Regions from separate parts of the Sus scrofa genome. Here regions 2, 3 and 4 are each linked to region 1. Evidence: chromatin contacts called from public HiChIP or PLAC-seq and promoter capture Hi-C data. All regions are on one chromosome and are shown on one strand. The core of a region is the stretch at or near the end of the contact, and the rest is flanking DNA. Distances in the headings are between cores, read along the strand shown.

Region 1 (3,367 bases), core at 473-2,972:
CTTGTGCGGCCTTGCATTCATGGCTGCATCCACCTCCTCCACAGTGGCATACGTGACAAACCCGAAACCTCTGGAGCGCTTGGTGTTTGGGTCCCTCATTACCTTTAATGTTTATTTAGCACATGGTAAGACACCAGAAGTTACAGCCTTTTCTACCTTGACTAAGGCAATGGAAAACTTTCTACCAACCCTCTAAACGAAGCTCTTCAATGACCACCGCCCCCACCCCTTAAACCTAACAATTGGGAGCTTTTCAGCTATGAAGCCACACCTTCCTTTGTCAAGTAAGCTATAAAGTCAATAGGAATCTTCATAAGCATTCAAACAGCAACGACAGCGAGATAAGCCAAGAAAAACAACTAGCTCTAAGGCCTTTTGTCTCTTCCAAGTCTTACCACACAGTCTGTGAGCGTTCCCCATTGCTCAAAATGGCTCCTCAGACTCTCATCGGTTGTTTCAAAGCTCAAACCTCCGATGAAGAGCTTCCGCAGCTGTTCGGGCTCTTTGGGAGACTAGAAGTAGGGGCAAAAAAAGCGTTAAATAGGGCTATAACGCAAACAAGCTCCCCGCTACAAGAAGCAACACCAGGTAGCAACGTACGAAGCTTTTATTGTTCCCTCGGGTCGCTGTAAGCCACGTGCTTCTCCCCATCTGGGGAGGCGGTATGTTGGGGGCTGGGAAGCGGCGAGCGCATGCGCCCCTTACTCTCCCTACGACGCACGCGCAACAAAAGGACTGGGAGGGCGTGCATCGCCAAAATTGGACTACAGCTACTCTTTAAGAAAGTCGTCCACTAGGACAAGGATGAAAAACAGACCGAATGTGTCCACGAGCATTGCAAAAAAGAACGAGAGCAGCGTGATAACCAAGGATTGCACGACGACAGCCTCATGGCGACGAGGACAAAATGGCGACCTGAACTCAGGGAGGGGTAGGCCCCGGCAGCGACCGAAGAACTGCCGAAAAGGCTGGTGCAAGCAGCCAAACCAGACTGCACCCTACCAAACTCAGCAAGCGGCGAAGAAGAAAACGCAGATGAAAAAAGAGTCTCACTCACCTCTGACTTAGACATGACGGTAGTGGGGAGGAGGTTACAACGATGCTTACTCGGCGGCGTCCGGGGGCAGAAAGGAGTAATCTAACGAACGAGTCTGCCAGCCTACCTTCGGCCTCGCTTTTTTATCCCGCCTCCTCGCGTTCGGCATTGGTAGACTCCGCCCCTGAGTAGCTCTGATTGGATATTTGACATAGCTTTCCCCCACTATTGGTCTCTCGTATGCGTTGCTGTGTAACGTCATCCGTTTGGGCGTTCTACGCAGTCTCAACCCCTCCCGGTCCATTGGTTCCTAAGTAATATTATTCTTAACTAGACTGATTGGCTGGTCAACCAATGATTCATATTTGAATTATTTCGGGTATTGAGATAACTTTTTAATTAGCTATGTCCGGAATATTCAACGCCTGTGTCAAAGCATTTTTAATACTATGTATCAAAAAAGTAGCTAGCATGTGACAATTTGGCGGAACGGGGGCGGGGGCAAGATCGCCTGCTGAGCGCATGTGTAGTAAAATGGCGAGTTTACGCAGGCGCGCTAAGAAGTTCCGCCCGGAGCTTGCAACACGTGAAATGGCGGGCAGGAGACAGCGGCGAACCTAAGGCGCCTGCGTAGTGGCGGGAGTTGTGCCCCCTTTTGCGCAGGCGTAATGGGCGGGGAAAGGGTCGGGTCCCAGGATTGGTCGCGCAGGCGCAGGGAAGGATCCGTTTTGGCGGGCGGTTGGCGTTGCGCAGAAGGCGGCGGCGGCGGTGGCTTGTGGTCCGGCCGCACCACAGAGGAACAGGCGAGGCGTTAGCGTGAGTGATCGGTCTCGACCCCCGGTAAGTGGCGGACCATCTTGCCTACCCATACGAGGTCTTGAACTGACTCCAACTGGGCCCGTTATTGTGTGAAATGAATGGACCTCGGGGTGGGGGCTCGTGAAGGGGGAGCGGTGAGATCGGCCAACCAATGGAAGAACGGGGGCGGGATGTTTTATCCCCGTAGGTTCTGTGGAGCTTTGCAGCGGAAGAGTTTGACTGGCGAGTGTATAGGCCAATTGGGGCTGTCCTTAGCTGCCGACTCATCGGTCCTTGGGCCATCGGTATGTGGGAGGCGGGCTTTCTCCTCCTGAGCAGCATCTCACTGAGCCAATGAGCACGAAGCGCGCGGTAGGTTGGGCTCCTCCAAGAGGCCACGATTTGACTCCAATGGGGGATGCGGGAGTTGGGCGGTTAGGTGGATGGACCAAATCGGGAGCCAGTAGGCGAGCAGCCTCTGGAAAGCGCTCAGGCTGTTCGTCCAATCAGCGCTCCAAAAGAGGGAGGTCTTAGATTTGGGGATGCGAGGAAGGGGATTCAATGCCTGTGATGGCGCGTAGGGGCTATTTTATTCACAATGACTTTAACAAAACCTGTGGGCCTCCGTGCCACACTTCTCTGGTAGGAAAGCTGTTAAGTTTGGTCCTGTATTCCTCGGTTTTGGCTCTTTCCCCCCCACAACGGTATATCTCACCATCCAGCACTTTAGGTTTTGGAGGGGAACAAGGGATGTCAAAGACATGACTGGAAAACTCGCTTCTTTAGGAAGACTGCCTTGAAATGTTAGAACAAATAGAATTTATTTGTACTGTTGTGGAATAGCACCCAAGAAGAGTCTACAAAATAACAGTAATGCATATTTCCACAGACAAAGAAATATTTGTGAACCCATAGGAAATGTTTCGGAAAACTGCATAGCAAAATATGTTAACCTCTAGGGATACAGTGGGTTGGAGACACATCGCATCTCCAGTGTTTACATTTTTGCAGGGATAATAATTTGTAATTAAAAATAAATTTAAAAGCTCGTTGTTTTTGTGTTTTCAGTTATAGTCAAGTACTTCTCACCACCTCCTTACACCTCAAAAAGGTGCTGTTTTTCAGTTAAGAACTAAAGCGATTCTTGGTTTAAACAAACAAATTTTAAAAAGATAATTTTTTTTTTTGAGTACTGATAGTCATGATGTTAAGTGCTTTACAAGCATTGTCCAATTCCTTTATCTTAGGCTCTGCTCTGAGGAACTTTCTCCTCCATATATATATATCTCTTTACATTGTTACAGATCTTCTTAGGCCTTCTTTCTGCTGTTCCTTTAAGGATATCTGGATTTGGATAAAAAGGAAGTTGCTTAAGGAGGGTGATACTTAGGGTGCTGGAGACGGAACCCATCCATCACCTGGGTTATTTTTTGCCTTTTGATTATAGAATTTCAAAGTATTTCCTGTGCAGTCCATATCCTGTTAGTAATGCTTGTTCTACTCATTCCACTATGTTTTAGTAAACCATAGAAA
Region 2 (3,367 bases), core at 552-3,051, 900 kb after region 1:
TCTGCTGCAGGTTGCTGCCAGCAGAGCCAAAGGGGATGGCTGGGACTCCTGGCCAAAAATAAGGGAGAGGAAAGAGATTAGTTTAGTGACACCAGCTGCCAGCCCTGGGGGCAGTAGAAAAAAATAAACAGTAAAAAAAACCCAAAATAAATAAATAAACAGCAAAACAGTGCCCCCCCCAAGCAAACAAAAAGCCAACCTATCTACACTGCTGAAATTTGAAATTCTCATCTTTGGGGATCTCCAAGTCACTTGTCTCTGTACTTACTTCCCTATCTGTAAATTAGCCCTTTCCTAAAAATTTTTTTGTGAAAAGACAATCATCTAAGAATATCTACATCCTCTCAACACGATGCCCACTCTGTCCAGATGATCACCTACCTGCCCTCCTCCTCCTCCACCGCTGCTGCTACTGCCTGTGCTGCTGCTTCGAGCCTGAGAAAAGGCACCACCATTACCACTGCCCCCATTATTGCCACCAACTCCTTTTTCAATCTTCACCACAGCTGTCATTTCATCCATGGAGTGATCTTGGTCTAAAAAGAATTAAAAGATAACTTAAAGTTGGGGAAAGAAAAAAGATAAAATGAAGAAGGGTAAGGAAGACTAGGACCAAACAAAAATGACTAACAGGAAGGTGAAAGTCCCAGTATTTAAACAAACAAACAAAAAAGGATTGGGGAAGAAGAGACAGCTGTAGGGCTAGGAAGACCTGAACTGGGCCCCTTGGTGCCAAAACTGGGCCGCAGTTCTCCCTCGTACAAAATTAAACTCAGAAAACAATGAAAAGGTGCTTTTGGTATAGACAATGTAAGGGTCCGTGGACATGTTGAAGGAGTTTAAAAGTATCCTGCGGGGAAAAAAAGGAGAAATATAGATAAGGCATAAAACATGTGGGTGGATGGAAAGCTTGCTCAAATTAGGGTCAAAGGAGATGGAGAAAGGGAAGAATTCAAGTGTAGAAAGTCACAAGAGGAAAGGAAGGGGAAGGAGAAAAGATGAGATAAAAAGTTTTGTAGGGGGGAACATTTGTGAATACTAGAAAGGGGCTAAAGAGGTCCAGGGGTTAGAAATCAGGAGTTTCGGGGCGGACAGAGGGCGGGCCCTAGAAGGAAAGGGCGGTTTCGGGGTGAGGGGCGTGGAAAGGGCGGGACGGTAGGGGGAGGGGTAATCTACGGGGGGGAGGGGTAACCTTCGGGGGGTGGGGGGAGGAGGGCCTTGGGGCCGGCGGCGACCAGAGGGCGGACCAGGGAGGCGGTTGGCCCGGGCGGGGCCTGCACTGCTCGGGCCGCCCCCGCGGCTCCAGCCCCCGGCAGGAGGAGCCTCAGGCGGGCGGCCGAGTAGTGGGGGGTAAGGCCCGTCCCCCGTGGCTGGGGCGGGCAGGGGGCGGGCGAGGCCACGCTGCCCCCTCCCCCGGGGCGGGCGGCCCATCCCCCTCCTCCTCCGAGGCCCCGCCACTGCCCCTTCTCCCTCCCTTCCCTCCGCCCCGGGCGGGACCAAGGCCGCCGCCGCCGCCTCCCGCCCGCCCCCCTCACGGCGGGGACCGCCCGGTCGGCCCTCGCGCGCGCCCCCTCACTCCCCTCCCACCCCTAAGCTTGGAGTGGACTCATCCTTACCGCTCATGGTGGCAGCTGAGGGACGAGCTCAAGGGGGTCCTGTCCGGGGGGGTTGGGGGGGCCAGGAAAAACGCGGACGCTGACGAGGCAAGCGAACCCGGACCGGACAGGGAGGGGGGGGTAAAGAGGAGGGAGCAGCGCGCCACAAGCCCGGCCTAGGCCCCGCCCCTCCACTGCTGCCCCGCCCAATAAGGGAGGGTGAAAGGAGGGACTTGCAAAAGAAAGACAGGCAAATTACCCAATGGCGAGACTCGTTTGCTCTCTAAGGCGTGTAAGACAAAGTTGCGTGCGTGGTGTCCGCCCAAAAAGGGCGCCCTCTCAGTTTTAAAAGCCAATGAAAGGTGCAGGAAGTGAAGATAGGCGGGATTTAGAGATGATAGGCTTGGAGAGAAACCAGTCAACTGCCAGGCGGGCTCGCTGAGACGTAGGGATAGGAAGGGTTTTCATTGGAATGACAGAACAGCGACCAACCAAAACCCTGGGCAAGCCTGGGCAAAGTCCTGGTGGGAGGTGGTAAAAAGTAGACAGGAATGGGATAGGATGAAGCTTATCAAAACCAATCAGAAATCAGGCGGGCGGCCAGGAAAATTATGATTGGATTAACACTGAAAAGAGACGCGCTAGGACACAAATTGACGTGAATAAAAGCCAATTGAATGCTGCTTAAACTGTGAGGGCGGGAACCTGGAGTAGGCAGGGGAGAATTGGCGGCTGCTTCAGTCACTCAGCCCAATGAGGCAGCGAGGGAAGCCAGGCACCGCCTCCGGCTTGGCCAATGGGCGTTACTAGAGGCGCCAGTTGTCGGGGAGGTAACAGGGCTGTGCCAAGAGGAGTCCGTCGCCATTTTGGCCCTCCTCTGGGGACGTCTTTACCGTGATTAGGTGGCAAGGCTTCAGCAGAGCCCTGCAATTCAACAAGTGTCAGGGCCGAGCCCCGCGGCGCGTCGCATTTCTTCCTCGACATCAGGGCTTGTTTGAGTCTTCACTTAACCGCTTTTAAAAGTACCTCTCAGGTCTCCCCCCTCCGCGGTGGGCGGACTGGCAGGCGGATGCCTCAGAATATGGTGTAACCCCTGTGGGTGCTGGCGCAAGGAGATCTGGCGAGGGCGCTCATACAGTAGGTTAATAACGCACTGACCAATTTGCAAGGTCTTTGTGAGACTCCAGCAAACGCCATTTTACTAAATTCCCCCAAAGTTGATAGCTACTTAAGGCCGGTTAACTCTTCGAGAGCTTGCTTTTGAGGCTAAAGAGTGTTGGAGGACTTCCTGGAGTTCGAGGTCCTGTAAGCTGCTACCCCACCCCCGCCCCTGCCTCTACCCCGTAATTGTAAATAACGTTTAAACATAAAGCAAGTAGCCAGATAGAGTGCCTGCTTTTTGCAACTGCAAAGGTTAGAGGTGATTTTTCCCGAAACACCTGAATTTCTGGCTACTCATTCTGCCTCTCCTTTACCCTAGTTTTGGTGGAGGCAGCCTGCGTGGCCTGTCAATAACATAAAGCCATTCTCTTTCGCCCTTGTAGGTTCTATGTTGCCACTTCATTATCTACAACTCGGCACTTCTCCATATTACTATCATGTCTTAAAGTATGGATTCCCGAAAACTGAGGCCTCTACTGCTTTGGGCAAAGCCTGAAGAAGGTGAATGTTGGAATTCCCATTGTGGCTCAGTGGGTTATGAAACTGACTAGGAGCCATGGGGACGCGGGTTCATTCCCTACCTCGCTCGGTGGGTAAAGGATCCGATCGCG
Region 3 (3,367 bases), core at 588-3,087, 820 kb after region 1:
CTTTACAAAAAGGAAGCACCATCTGCCAGAGTAACACAATGCCCTGTCCCAAGTCCTCAGACTGTGAATCCCCATTCCTTGTCCCTGCCACCTACCTCTCTTCCCACCTCCAGCCACCCTAGTCCTTCTGAGGGGGCACCTCTTCCTAGCCAGGCTCCAGAGGGCACTGACCTTGCCATGCTTGTGGTGTTTGTGCTTCTTTTTATGAGCTTTCTTCATTTTCTTCTTCATCTTCTTGTCCATCACCATGCCTGGTCCTACCATGCCAGGAGCCAATGGATTCACAGGTGGCATGCAAGGGGCAGGTGGTGGGTAGGGACCTGAGGGCTGGCATCCTGGATGCCCTGGCTGTGGCACAGGATAACAAGGCCCGCCAGGGGGAAAAGCTGGATTCCCCTGGGGCACTCCTGGAGGAGTGGGAAGGGGGCCTGGAGGAAAGGGAGGGTTGGCAGATGGTGGATGGGTAGGATGGCAACCTCCAGGGTATCCAACGTTAGGCGGGTAAGGATTTGGCCCTGGCTGCCCTGGTGGAAAAAGCAAAGAATAAATTTAAGATTAGAACTGCCCAGAGCTTCTGACAACAAACAACAAAAAGAAGGGGATTCCATTTTTCACTCAATACTTAAAGGAAAATGGAGGAGTTCCTGTAGTGGCTCAGTGGTTAACGAATCCCACTAGGAACCATGAGGTTGTGGGTTCGATCCCTGGCCTCGCTCAGTGGGTTAAGGAACTGCAGTGAACTGTGGTGTAGGTCGCAGACGCGGCTCGGATCCCGCGTTGCTGTGGCTGTGGCGCAGTTGCAGCTACAGCTCCGATTGGACCGCTAGCCTGGGAACCTCCATATGCCGCAGGTGTGGCCCTAGGGGGGAAAAAATGTAAAGCTGAAGAAAGAGGAGCATGGAGGGGAGGGGAGACAAACCTATACAAGAGAAAGAAAAGGTAACGTTCCCTGGAGACAGTGAACTCTGGGGGAAGACACTGGGCAGCTATGGACTTTGCTTTTTTGTAGGTTAGGGCAGAGGTGGAGGAGAAACGGACACAAACTTCCTGTTGTGGCCCATCCGAAAAGGGACTGGGGCAGGAGAAGAGATTCTCCCCAAACACTTACCGGCATTGGGATTCCACATGTTCAGGGGTTTTCACCAGCCTGAGGAGAAAGAAATGAAGGTTAAAAGCTGACGGCCCAGAAGTGGGTGGGTGATTTAGACACCAAGCCCAACTTCAACGCCTCCTGCCCCACTGTAGGCTCCCAGGGAACTAACAGGTTCGCTACATAAGAAATGTCTCCTTCCACCCGCTCCTTCGCCCCCAATACCTAGTTTCCCTCCACCTTCCACTCGCTCTGGCTGCGGATTCTAACTCCTCGGGAGAGGGGCTGAGTGCGCGAATCTCGCTATCCCCATCACTCCTCTCCCTTTCCTTGACCGAGCCCGGAAGACTTTAACCACCATAGGCTGCGGAGGGATCTGAAACAACTTCACCATCCCCAAGGATGGGTGACGGGAGACAGGACCCCGCACCCCAGGCTAACAGAAGGACCTGCCTGGAGGCGAAAGGAGGTAAGGCAGCTCAGGAAAGATCCTCAAACGCTTATATAGTTAGACACACCCTCTTACCCTTTAAAAAAGGCAAGTGGAGACCCCGGCTCCCCAGCAACGAAGGGGCGTCTCACCCAGGAATGGAGAAAGAAAGGAACAGAATACTGACGTCCCGTCAGCTTTATACCACCGCCTGGGCGGAGGCGTCCTCCGCAGCCTCCACTCTCACTTCCCGATCACCCTCTCACGTTAGGCTTTGGCATCCGCCTCTGCTGCCTCCGAATTGGTAATATAACAACATTGGGCTTTAGGATTGGAGAACATGCTCGTCAATCACTCTAGTCCCCACTAGGCTAAAAGGCAATGGTTGCAGTGGGGGCGGAGCTGGGCGCTCTGGGGTGAGGCCGGTGCAGAGGGCGAGCGGGCCGGAAATGCCTGGGGGCGGGGCTATGGGTGGGCGGGGCCAGCTTCAGAGCAAGTTCGTGAGTACCTAGAGGAAATTCAACCCTTGACCTCTGAGCTCTTAGTCCAGTGGGTGCCACACCTTATAAAGTAAATATACCATGATAAATGTTGTACAGATATATATACACAGCTTAAGGAAGGGCGGGGAGCTGCCGATATTCACCCTAAAACTCAATATTGCCGCCTCTGTCAGCGTCCATAGAAAGTAAAGAAACATTCTTGGGAGAAATACAGAGATTTCTAATCTCTCCTAGGATTCCCTGTATCAACTACATAGCTCCGCCATCTGTCGAATTGCACAAAGCAGAAACGCCGGAGGTGATCCTTGATGGCTCTCTCCTTCACCTTCCCCTCTTCCCGCTCCAGCATCGGGAAGGGTCCGTTTGTTTCACGAATAAATCTGAAATTTCTCTACTTCTCTTCAATCTTCTCTGCTTCCAGCCTACCATCATATCTCAACGGGAATGCTGCAATGGCCTCTTCTTCTTTTTTTTTTTTTTTTTTTTTGGCCTCATTCACCACATATGGAAGTTCCCAAGCCAGGAGTCAACACTTGCCATAGCAGTGACCCAAGCTGCTGCAGTGACAACCTGGGATCCTTAACCTCCTGTGCCACAAGGGAACTCCATTCTTTTTTCTGAAGGAAGTACTAAATAATATGCCACTATTTGGATATTCCACATTTAGTTTATCCATTCATTAACTGATGGACATTTGAATTGTTTTTATGTTTTGCCTATTATGAATATTGCTGCTATGAACATTCGTGTACAAGTTTGTGCATAATCATAGGTGTGACCGTGTTTTCTTTTTTTATTTCAGCATAGAAATTTATTTAAATTCGAAATTACATGGTTAGGAGTTCCTGCACGGTTCACTGGGTTAAGAACTGGACTACTGGAGTTCCCGTCGTGGCTCCGTGGTTAACGAATCTGACTAGAAACCATGAGGTTGTGGGTTCGATCCCCGGCTTTGCTCAGTGGGTTAAGGATCCAGCATTGCCATGAGCTGTGGTGTAGGTCTCAGATACAGCTCGGATCCCACGTTGCTGTGGCTCTGGCATAGGCTGGTGGCTACAGCTCCCATTCAACCCCTAGCCTGGGACCCTCCATATGCCGTGGGAGCGGCCCAGGAAATGGCAAAAAGACAAAAAAAAAAAAAAAAAAAAAAAAAAAGAACTGGACTACTACCCATGAGAATGTGGGTTTCCCTGGCCCCATGCAGTGGGTTAAGGATCTGGTGTTGACATGAGCTATGGTGTAGGTTGAAGATGGGGCTTATATCCTGCATTGCTGTGGCTGTGGTATAGGCCAGCAGCTGCAGTTCCACCCCTAGCCCAGGAACTTCCGTATGCTGCAGGTTCG
Region 4 (3,367 bases), core at 378-2,877, 550 kb after region 1:
GGGAGTTAGTATGCCACCCAGGAGTTTCTGGGGTGGTTAATATGGTATTCTGACCATTTGTGCTTCAATCCTGATTCTACCACTTGCTAGGTAGTGGTGGTAAGTCTATGACCCCAGGTAAGTCACTTAATAGTCTGTGCCTCAATCTTCATCTTATGTAAAGTGGGAATAATAAAAGGGCCTACTATATAAGGGTATTGTATTATATGGAAAAGTCCTTAACATAGTTTAAACACATTGTAAACACCCAATAAACAAAAGTTACTATTTTGAGCTCCAGCTGAGACTGAGTTTTCCTATAAGCCTTTATGCCAGGTGGAAGACAAAAACCAAGAACAACTGAGACTTGGGCACCTGAACAGGCCTCACTCTTAACCCACCCCAGGACCTTGAGCCATCTCTGCAACCAGCAGCTTGTCCTAACTCATAAATCCTGACTAGTGACGCTGACATGTCACCTTAATGTTTGTGAAGCCTGATGATTTATTGCTAAGTGCTTGGAGATCTTCAATATGAAAGGCACCCAAGGGCAGGCACCAGACACACTATTGTCATAAAAGCAAAATACTACCCCAAAACTTGGAAAAGGCAGAGGCACCATAACTTAATGCAGCAGAAAATTAAAGCAGAAGAGCAAATCAATCCTTAGACTGTAATTCCTTAATACAGAGACTGAGAGAGATCATTTTTTGAATGCCTCAGACCCCGTGCAGGATGCCCAGGTCTTTAATGGACTCGTGACTTGAGGGTGCGTGGGAGGAATGTGAATCTTTCACCTCTTCTAAACAAAAAACAGGAGCAACAACATGTATTATTATCTTAATGAATTTAAGCCAGTTAAAAGGCTTGGGCAAACCAGCCGGGTAAGTGGCTTGTTTCTGAACTGTCCTGCATTATGCCATGTTCCCTTTTCAACGTGGTTCTCCTCACTTCACCTCTGCCCTCCCAACCAACAACACCTCGGACAATGGGTCCTCCTTCTGGACCTAGAGGACGCTGAGGGGAGCCCAGTCCAGTGTTGGCAGGCGTCTGGAACTGAAGCCCTCGAGTTAGAAAAAAAAAATCCTCAGTGGTGCAGAACACATAGTTTTTGCAGGGCTGCCCCTGAGGATGAAGCAATGAAGAAACTGCTACCACAGTTTCCTATCCCCTAGACGGTAGGTAGTTGTGATGTAGTGGCAAGAGCACTGGGAGTCGTGCAATCCTACCCTCTCATAGCTTTGATACTTTAGATCGGTTCCGTAACCTTTCTGGGCTTTAGTGTCTCCATCTGAAAGGCGTGGATAACAAAACCGCCTACCTCACAAGTTGTCGTTAAAAGTAAGCGAAAGTGTGTACCTGAACTCGTTCGGCCCACTCTATAATGTATTTTAAAGACAGCTTTCGAGCCGTAACTCCTCCCCACCCCCAACCACGCACGGTACCAACCGGCAGTCGCCACTAACGTAGCCTGCCCCCCTCCTAAGGCATCATGGGCTGTGAAGTTCTTTGCTGGCCACACCCTCGTTCACGGTCACGGAAGTGAGAACTACGCCTCCCAGGATGCTGCTGTGAGGCCTCCCCCGCGGCCGCCCTCTACTCCGCCCTCCTTGCGCACAGACTCCTGGGTTATGTAGTCCTAGATCCGCACTGGCTCGCCGGCAAAAAGGCTCGGAGGAACCACAAACCCCAGAAGCCCTCGCGTCCACCCTTCTCCCTCCCCTCCTGGAGTCGGAGTGCTGTTTTTGTTGTTGGTGAAAGGTGAGGGAACAGCTGATCCGTCTGTGGGGTAAGAAACTTGGCCTAATTTGGGGGCGGTTTTATGGGGGGCCACCCCACTTTCAAGCCTGTGAAAGGATCATCTAAGGGAACCGGTAAAGGCGGGTGGAGGAGCGTTTGGGTGTTAACACTTTCCGTACTGGAGAAACCACCCCCACAGTTTTGAGAGTTCTTGGTCTCAGGGGGGCCGTGATCAAGGGGATACCCAGTCACTGTTCTCGCCTCCATCTCAGTCCTTCTTTATAAAGCTTGAAACGCTTAAGGGAGTTGAGGGAGGCCGAAGTCTGCTTATTCTCAGCCAGGCAAGACTTGGCCTCACAAACCTTCCCGTTCCCCTCTCCCCCAGCCACCCTCCGCCCCACCTCAATCTAAAGGCCTTTATGCCACTGAATTCCTGAAGGAAAACATTACAAGGTGTAGAATGTTAAAAGAACTCTGAAGCCCTACAGCGTGGGGGGATGAGACACCCCCCCCCCCCGCAAAGCAAACAACCGAATCAGGCTACACATACACACTTCAGGTGCCCAGTGCTCTCTTTCAGGCCTGGGGATATTTCCAGCTGTTAGGAATTTTTTTTGTAGGGAGTATATGGGGTTCCCCCGGCTTAGATCTTTGAGGACAATTCACCCCCTCCTGGAAAGCCAGAAGAATTGTATTTAGAAAAAACATGGGCTGGTTTTAAGTAAGGATTTTTCAGAGATAAAAATTCAGAGAAACCTCTTGTCCTCAATTCAGTCTCTATTTTGGAGGAAGAAGTAGCTTCTTTCTGTAGAGCTGGCCCATCTTGCCTTCTCTAAGGCGTTTTTGTCTTCTTTTAAAGTCTCTACCCACCTGACTTCAGCCTCAGTGTGGGTTTGTGGTGTTTGGGGGCGTGCATATGACTAGTGCCTGTGGCTGACACAGGAGGAAGATTAGTGAGCTAGAGAGGAGAAATGACAAGGGCCATCTCACAGGCCTGGCCTGAGGATTCTCTTGATTGTTATCCTTCTTCGTCCCACCCCCATTCTTTCCAGTGAATTTTCCCCACCTAGCTTGGAACATCTCTTCCTCTCAATCCCTCCTATAGCATGCCTCCAACTACCAATCTGAGCAGCTGGAAGGATTAAGGCACTTGGAATTAAGGCTTAGGGGAGCAGAGAGAAAATGGGTAGGGAAATACGAGAGCTGGGTTCACATAGAGTCAGACCAGTAGATTTCTAACCCTGCTCCTGGCAAGACCTGAAGAGAAGAATGTGAGGTTCTTTTGGAACTCTCTTTCCTTCTCTCAACATCATGTGTACCTTTCCCCATCCCAAGGCCCCTTACTTCAGTCTGTCCCTGCCCCAGGGGTGGGGCTTTCCTGGCTCCAGGCCCCCACATTCCATCTCCCCACAGCACCACGTTCCTGCTGAGTGTTTCACTCCACCCTTGAAGCAGCCGCCTCCAGCATTCTTGACTTCCTGGAGTAATGATTGAAAACCTGTCTTTCCTTATATCCTCCTTTTTGCTTTGTCTCTTGGATGAGAGTGCAAGCTTTTTTTTTTTTTTTTTTTTTAATCCATGGTAGATGACTGAGAGACAGAAAAATGAGAGGTCAGGGGCTTGGGAACTGGGCTATTCGTTCCCCCAG

What was found. Promoter capture Hi-C pulls out the DNA fragments that hold promoters and counts their contacts. HiChIP or PLAC-seq counts read pairs in DNA pulled down with a chosen protein or histone mark.
Region 2: a promoter capture Hi-C map of fetal liver shows a contact between it and region 1, with 2.7 times the contacts expected there. The contact joins the promoter of SP1 here to the promoter of CBX5 in region 1. A contact is called at or near these places in 1 of 5 promoter capture datasets (fetal liver) and 1 of 2 datasets of contacts at active chromatin or transcription factors (alveolar macrophages).
Region 3: a contact with region 1 is called in an H3K27ac HiChIP or PLAC-seq map of alveolar macrophages. The contact joins the promoter of PRR13 here to the promoter of CBX5 in region 1. A contact is called at or near these places in 1 of 5 promoter capture datasets (fetal liver) and 1 of 2 datasets of contacts at active chromatin or transcription factors (alveolar macrophages).
Region 4: a contact with region 1 is called in a promoter capture Hi-C map of liver, with 4 times the contacts expected there. The contact joins the promoter of CALCOCO1 here to the promoter of CBX5 in region 1. A contact is called at or near these places in 1 of 5 promoter capture datasets (liver) and 2 of 47 Hi-C or Micro-C datasets (liver and skeletal muscle).

Annotation. Positions count from the first base shown.
Region 1 is chr5:19,482,882-19,486,248 of Sscrofa11.1, reverse strand. CBX5 (chromobox protein homolog 5) reads left to right here and starts at 1,722. Exons shown (of 5, transcript XM_021091740.1): 1 at 1,722-1,876. HNRNPA1 (heterogeneous nuclear ribonucleoprotein A1) reads right to left here and starts at 1,072. Exons shown (of 9, transcript NM_001077218.1): 1 at 1,058-1,072; 2 at 396-512; 3 at 1-102. The coding sequence starts at 1,072.
Region 2 is chr5:18,587,197-18,590,563 of Sscrofa11.1, reverse strand. It overlaps SP1 (transcription factor Sp1), which reads right to left and starts at 1,801. Exons shown (of 6, transcript XM_005652567.3): 1 at 1,617-1,801; 2 at 382-536; 3 at 1-48. The coding sequence starts at 1,623. It overlaps LOC102163309 (a long non-coding RNA gene), which reads left to right and starts at 1,928. Exons shown (of 3, transcript XR_002343962.1): 1 at 1,928-2,900; 2 at 3,140-3,257.
Region 3 is chr5:18,659,284-18,662,650 of Sscrofa11.1, reverse strand. It overlaps PRR13 (proline rich 13), which reads right to left and starts at 1,837. Exons shown (of 4, transcript NM_001244511.1): 1 at 1,617-1,837; 2 at 1,109-1,147; 3 at 96-524. The coding sequence starts at 1,127.
Region 4 is chr5:18,928,662-18,932,028 of Sscrofa11.1, reverse strand. It overlaps CALCOCO1 (calcium-binding and coiled-coil domain-containing protein 1), which reads left to right and starts at 1,627. Exons shown (of 15, transcript XM_005652574.3): 1 at 1,627-1,768. LOC106507255 (a long non-coding RNA gene) reads right to left here and starts at 1,421. Exons shown (of 4, transcript XR_002343963.1): 1 at 1,339-1,421.